Regions from separate parts of the Zea mays genome. Here region 2 is linked to region 1. A link is a contact called in public Hi-C data. All regions are on one chromosome and are shown on one strand. The core of a region is the stretch at or near the end of the contact, and the rest is flanking DNA. Distances in the headings are between cores, read along the strand shown.

Region 1 (3,395 bases), core at 121-2,620:
TTTCTGTTCTTGCTTGTGTTCTTGATTGCGCTTGCAGGGATAAGCCTTCGTGGTGAGGTCATTCGTGTGTCACGGGTGATAACCAACGGAGCCATGGTGTAGTGATTGCGAGGAACCGTTCGCTCGGAGCCTTGAATCATCAACGTCGAGATCTCCACTCAATCAAGTTATCGTATCTCACAGAAGATCGGGTCGCGTCTTCTATCACCCTACATGTCATTGACTTTCACTATTCTAGCGAAGGGAAGATGTTTTTTCGGACCTTCGGCTAAAAGACTTCGTTCACGTCGCAGTCTGAATGTGTTAATACAGAAACAAGTTAATACTGCGAGGGACTACTGTTGGGGGCCTTCCTCTTCCGAAGGTCCTAAAAAACGTGACTAATATGTTTTTTAGTGTAACATAGACTGATACAGGAGGCTTCGACTTTGGGACGAAAGCATGCGTGATATGGAGATACAACCCAGGAGCAGGATAAACGGGCGTCGAAACTATGGCCGAAGAAGCTTCGGCTTATCACGATGACGAAGGTGGGAGGTAGAACCGACTTAAAGGAGAAAAGACTACCTAACCCTTGATGACTTGCCTTATTGTTAACAGTAAGAGTCAGGAACATGAATGTAATTTTGTCCGGGCTGTGTCCCGTGCCTATAAATAGATGAACAGTAACATCGTACTGTTTAGGCTGGACTGTAATCATTCTTGCGTCACTCTCGCATTTTCACCTTCTAACAAGCCGAAGGTATTAATGTAATATGAATATTATGAACATTTATTCATGAATAAAAGGGAGAATATAAATAATCTATTGATATTTCGTTATTATTTGTATTCTTTTGTATCCATTTATACTTGTTTGCTGAGATGAAGAAGGTATGTACTTTCTGACCTTCGTTCAAAGATCATTATATATCAAGGAAAATAATATTTCGAACAACTCATTTTAAGTAAAATCAAATTTATAATAAACAGTACTAGAATTTATATATCTAAATAAATGTATTAAGAAAATACATATTCTATAACTGAACTAAGCTAGTGGTAAAAGTGAGAATCGTATTCATCTCACGCCCGTACATGCATTTGTACGAATAAAAGCCCGTACATGCATGCAGCCAGCGGCTACAGGTGGTTGCACCTGTTGACACGAGCTCAGCCATGTAGATGTCAGCGCACTATGGAGAGTCTTTCAATGAGCGGAGACGTGTTATCTCGACGGCGTGGTTTACGGCGCAAAGAAAAAGATCCAAAAATAACATTAAGTTATATATACGTCTAAAGTTAAATTTGTTTCGAAAAAGATCTAAATTGCAAAAAATAAAAAAAAATTCGGACGTCTTGTTCACGCCTCAACGCTGATGGAAGGGTTCGGGAATCTAGATCTGCTACACGCAGTTTCTCAATAATTTGAACATCCACCCGAATGCCGACGACGCCCACCGCACCACCCCAAAGCCCACAGGAGGAAGACCTAGCTAGACACCTGACCTAGGGTTTCCCTTCCTTGGTCTCCTTCTCCAGGGCCGGGAGGGAACCCGTCCATCTCTGAGAGCCGAGATCGCTCCATCTCCCCCACATGCCGCTCCGGGAGGGAGCCAAGCGTGTCTCCAGCGCGCGCCACTATGCCCCCGCCGCGCCAACACCCGCGCCCGCGGGGGCACCCGTCCCGCCCCACCGCCCGCCGCGATCTGTCTCCGCCGCTGGCTCCATATCCACTGCCTCCGCCCGCAAGCCGCCAGAGCCGCTTCGAAGGGCCGTCGCCGACTGCCTCTCGCCGCCCGCCCCGCACACCCATGGCCCAGCTGCAGCCGCCGCTTCTGCCACCGCGGAGGCTTCACGGACGCTCCGGGTACCACCTCTCTCTCTCTCATTATTGTTACTGTTATTACTCAGATGGACGATTCTCTCTCCTTTTTCTCCTGTTTCCCGTCTCATCAGTGATTCTCTATAATACGTAATTCTACTTTATTATTATGTGGACACAACTACTAAACCATTTCATTTCATGCTCTTATTTATGAGAGAATCTGATATTTGCCATTACAACAAAACACCTTATCTATCTGTTGCACTAACCATGTATGTTGCCGGCTACATTTTTATATTTTGCTCTCTCCACACAAAAGAATTTCAGCTGCACCTGTCCCCTTTGCTAGCCCGTTGCACACGGATTACACTTGAATTTCGTTGATAATGGTACTTGCTCATGCAAAAAATATTCTGAAACATGCCTGGATTCATTTGTCTCCAAACGTATAGAAGTAGCTCTCCCCTCCCTCTGATAAAAAGGTGAACGGGAAGGAAAAAATCGTGATATGTTTATTGGCACGTGGCGAAGTAGTAACGTGTCGGTGCTTTGTCGATACACTATTCACCCTTGTGAACCCCCACTTGACTCACACCTAGCTCTTCATGCAATGCTGCTACAGCACTGCACATATACTGCACCTATATTAAATGAATCAAATTTTCTATCTATGCTTAGTAGTATAGTTTTAAAAAGACGGTAGAAACTTAAAAAATTCATGAGTAAGAACTCTTATTTTACACCAGTGGCCTCACAACACATCTTGTTGTGACGTTCTGATGTTCTTTGAATACATTTCGTTACTCATGGGTTCATCATCAACAAATGACCGCATACCACATAGGGTGTTGAACACAAGTATACCATGCCATGGCGTACACCACACGGCCTATTGAATCTTTTGAAATTGTAGCATATTCTCTTGTCTAGGTGTGGCTGTTTTGCTTCCTTACATTCTTGGCATACGGCATACCCTATCATGTCATAAAGTCATGGGCCTGTTTGGTTCAACTTTTTTCTGACCAGCTTTTCTAAAAATCTGGCTATTGGGAGAATCTGGCTGTGGGGAGAATCTAAGTATCATTACGATTACATGTGGAGGAAGATAAAGTTATTCATAGGGCTCAGGATCTAGAAAGTGACGGATTCCTACTATTACAACGACTCAACCGATTATGTGTTTATGTTGATTTTGGATGGTTTTTGCCCCAACGAAATTTTTAGAAGCTGGCTGAAAAGCTGAGCGTTTGGCAGTCCGCAGCAGCTTTTGGTGGCCAGAAGCTGTAAGAAGCCGAAACAAACAGGGCCCATAACTGCCCAGCACACCTAGCTTCCTTGCTTTCCATGTTATTGCTCTTCATATGCCAATGTTGGTTGCAAAGAAAGTTATCTAATGCAGAAGCATCATCTTAGTTTTTCTTATCTTCTCAAGTTTTTCCTTCATATTTATCCCAATTCTCAATGGAGGTTATTATATGCTGGCAGGATTATATAGCCAACCCTTCAACCATGGATATGGCTTATAATGTCCTCATTGACCATGCACTTGCAGAAAGTGATCGTAGGTATGCTTTCACATTTAATGTCT
Region 2 (3,437 bases), core at 518-3,017, 340 kb after region 1:
ATGATATTAAATGTTTCCGTTGCAACGCACGGGCACCCACCTATATGTGTTTATGTCTACATCATGAAACACATCTACTACATCTCTCTCCAAGCTCACTTACTACCATTGCACAATGCGTAGTAGTAGATAAGTATCACCGATATTCTTGAATTATATTTTTGGATGGAGGTAATATTATTTAAAGAAGAGCTTTGCATGCTATTTCTTTTGTTTGAATAATGCATTATACTTAAATTCCATTTTTTGCATGTGTGAAATTTTTTCTTCGTAATATTTTTTTTCCATGGATCATACTTGTGAGTCATTTTCATAAACCAACGCCAAGCATGAATCCATGTTTCCTACTTCAAACCCCGAACAAACTCCATGAGCAAGAGGCACTCGCGTTGTCGTCGCTCATCGATGACGAGAAGAAGCTTGACGACTGTCAGTTCGACCTCTAAAAGCAGTCTTACGTGGTCGCATGCGCCGCTGTGTACGACAAGCTCCCGCGAAGCCGCCGCTTGGACGCGGTCCAGAGCAGCTGCACCGCGCTATCCATCGTTAAGCAGGGGGGCCTTATGGTTGTCGCCAACGTCGACGACTCTCGGGTTGTTCTGGACACCACATCCGACGACGACGCCATCAAGCCGTCCAGCTCATCGTCCACCTGAAGCCCAACCTGCCACGTAAGTCGCTACTGACCGGACATGAATTCTTGTGCGCTGGGACGATGGACGTTGCTGACGTTGTGTGAGTGTCCTCGAACATGATGTATGTAGTGGAATAGCGCATCCGGTGATGCAACGACCAGGGGTACTACCTCGCTGATGAGCCCGGGGTGCACTTCGTTTGATAGCCCAACCAAGAGTCATCAGTACTCGTCATGTCGCGTGCGTTCGACGACTACTATATCGAGGATTGTGGCGTCATCTTGGCACCAGAGGTGACACAGAGGAGGATCGACAACAGTGACCAGTTCGTCATCCTCGCCACCGTCAGGGTAGCTTTTGTGCCGGCCTGCCTTTAATTCTCTTCGCAAACACATACACACTTACCTTTTTGTTTAAGCAAGAGCATATGGTGGTGCGTGTCTGATGACTAACGATGTACGAGGGAATTTTTCCGGCATGTGTGGAACTTGCTCTCCAATGATGAGACCATACAAATCGTGGTATATATCGAAGTCTGCATGATACTGATGGTTGCAATGTAGTGGTGAAATAACTAGATTAAAATAACAAAATTTATGTATGGCTAGGATCACAAATTGATTATGAAACATTTTCTCATAACAATATAACACATATTTTGTATATAAGTTATCGTAGTATACTGGTATTATATATTCTCGTTGCAACGCACGGGCATCTAGCTAGTGTAAGGATTAAGGTCTAGTGGATCCCTTCAAAAGGCCAACAAACATGGTGTCCAAGTTTTTGTCATGGAGAATAATTGTGCCTTATGTAAGGTCAAGTCATCGTAAAATTAGTCAAGAACTTAATAGTTGTTTTGATGAGGTCAATATAAGAATTGATTTCTTACATTTGAAAAAATAAAAAAAATAAAAGGAGTGCTACGGATTAAATGTGCGTGCCCGTAACCAACTACAAGCTCTCAAGGCTTTCCTTCATGTTTCACATTTTGGCCCATTTAGGCGCCATGCCCAGCCCAATCCAAGAAACAACGGAACGAGGTTGGATGATGACGTGGTTTTCTCCTTTTTCCCCACCAAAAGAAATTTGAAATCCAGTCAGTCCAGGTTTCCCCAGCCCCTCCGCTTCTCCAATGTCTACCGCCGTCCACGCTGCAGCCATGGCGGAGGACGCCGCCGCCGATCTGCGCCGGAGGATGAAGGACAAGCGAGCCGCCATCGAGCGCCGGATCACCGACTCCCGGGACCGCGCCGCCGCCGCCTCCTCCGCCTTCAGCGCCGCCCTCCTCGAGGCGCGCTCCATCGCCAACCAGACCGTCTCCAACCGAGGCATATCAAACTCTTGGCCCCCTACTTCTACTACTCGCCTCTTTTTTCCCCCTTCGGCTTTGGCTTCGCCCTCCTCTCCAATCTTTGGTTTAGTTAGCATAATGGATCAGCCAGGTCCGGTAGGGTTAGTGTTTCCGTGGGAAGCCAGCATCCAATCCACCACCGAGGCTCCTAAAACTAGTCAACCAGGCAGCTCGATTCTGCCTGGCACAGCCCCGCCTACTATGTTGGCCTTGTGCTGAGATCTCACTCAGTGGCAGATCCAAGTAGGCAAGTAATCAAGCACCTGCCTAGTACTAGTACTCATTTCTTGATAAAGGTGTTCTCTCGAGGTGGCCGTCGCTCAATTCATCTACCACTCATCAATTTGGCAAACAGCTTTGGCCGTTGCCTTTTAGTACAACATTTGCCATTAGCATCTTATCTATATGCTTGTTTAAGCTCATTATTATTTGCAAAATTACTTTACTCATCTCTCTCTCTCTCTCTCTCTCTCTCTGTGTGTGTGTGTGTGTGTTTTGGATTGGCAGCAAAACTCAGCGAACAAAAACAACACCTCAGGAAATTAGAATCAGATCTAGCACAGGCCCTCTCCGGTGAGCACAACTGCACAAGCATTTCCTCATTTCCATGTGCTTTTCAATCTTCTCCATTTATTATATAATTATAGTGAAATATATTATCATTCTTCTAACGGTATGCTGCATTGGATAACTATTTCTACCATTGTCTATCTCCATTTCATTTTGTTTGTCTTATACATGCTAACGGTATTCTGCTTGTGCCAATTTTCTGTTATTTCTAGGAACAATTAGATATATACCATTAAAAGATCCAAACTTTAGATATATACCATGGACCCCACATGTCATTGACTCATGTGGACCCACATGTAAGTGAGATAGTAATGGTATGGATCCAAAGTGGTGATCTTTTAATGGTATGGATCCAAATTTCCCTTATTTCTATTGCTTGGTTGTTGGTTCCATACTACCATCCTGGTTTCTTTGTCAACCTCAGCTCATGGAAGGTTTCTCCCCTGCAGTCCAAGCAAGCAGAAGGTCAAAACACAAGTTCATGACTGAGTCGATTTCAAACACCACTGCAACAAATGAACATCTTAGACACTTGGCTATGGACCGTAGGTCTACAAGAGATGAATGCATGAATGCCATATCAAATCAACTAAAAGGTAGATGTAATTACTGATTATACCGTACCGTTTGTGGTATTCAGTTTTCATGATATATTTCTTTTTTCCAATCCACGTGTTTGGATACTTGCATATTCTTCAACACTGTATGTCGCAGTGTGATTGTTAGACAATTAGCAGTGGTTTATGCAGATTCTGAAATTACAAAAGCGCAGTTTGAAGGGTTTTGTTGACTTCTTAGATCCGAATGAAATCATTACTGATGCTTCTAAAAAAATCTAGGTTTAGTTTGATGTATATACATACACTATATCTCTG

Evidence for each region. Hi-C and Micro-C count contacts between places; a contact is called where the count stands out from the background.
Region 2: a contact with region 1 is called in a Hi-C map of endosperm, with 2.4 times the contacts expected there. The contact joins the promoter of LOC100216610 here to the promoter of LOC103650684 in region 1. A contact is called at or near these places in 5 of 25 Hi-C or Micro-C datasets (ear, endosperm, leaf and 1 more).

What each region holds. Positions count from the first base shown.
Region 1 is chr3:146,080,432-146,083,826 of Zm-B73-REFERENCE-NAM-5.0, forward strand. LOC103650684 reads left to right here and starts at 1,371. Exons shown (of 18, transcript XM_008676247.2): 1 at 1,371-1,849; 2 at 3,293-3,372. The coding sequence starts at 1,577.
Region 2 is chr3:146,421,837-146,425,273 of Zm-B73-REFERENCE-NAM-5.0, forward strand. LOC100216610 reads left to right here and starts at 1,768. Exons shown (of 6, transcript NM_001143023.1): 1 at 1,768-1,966; 2 at 2,497-2,562; 3 at 3,012-3,158. The coding sequence starts at 1,771.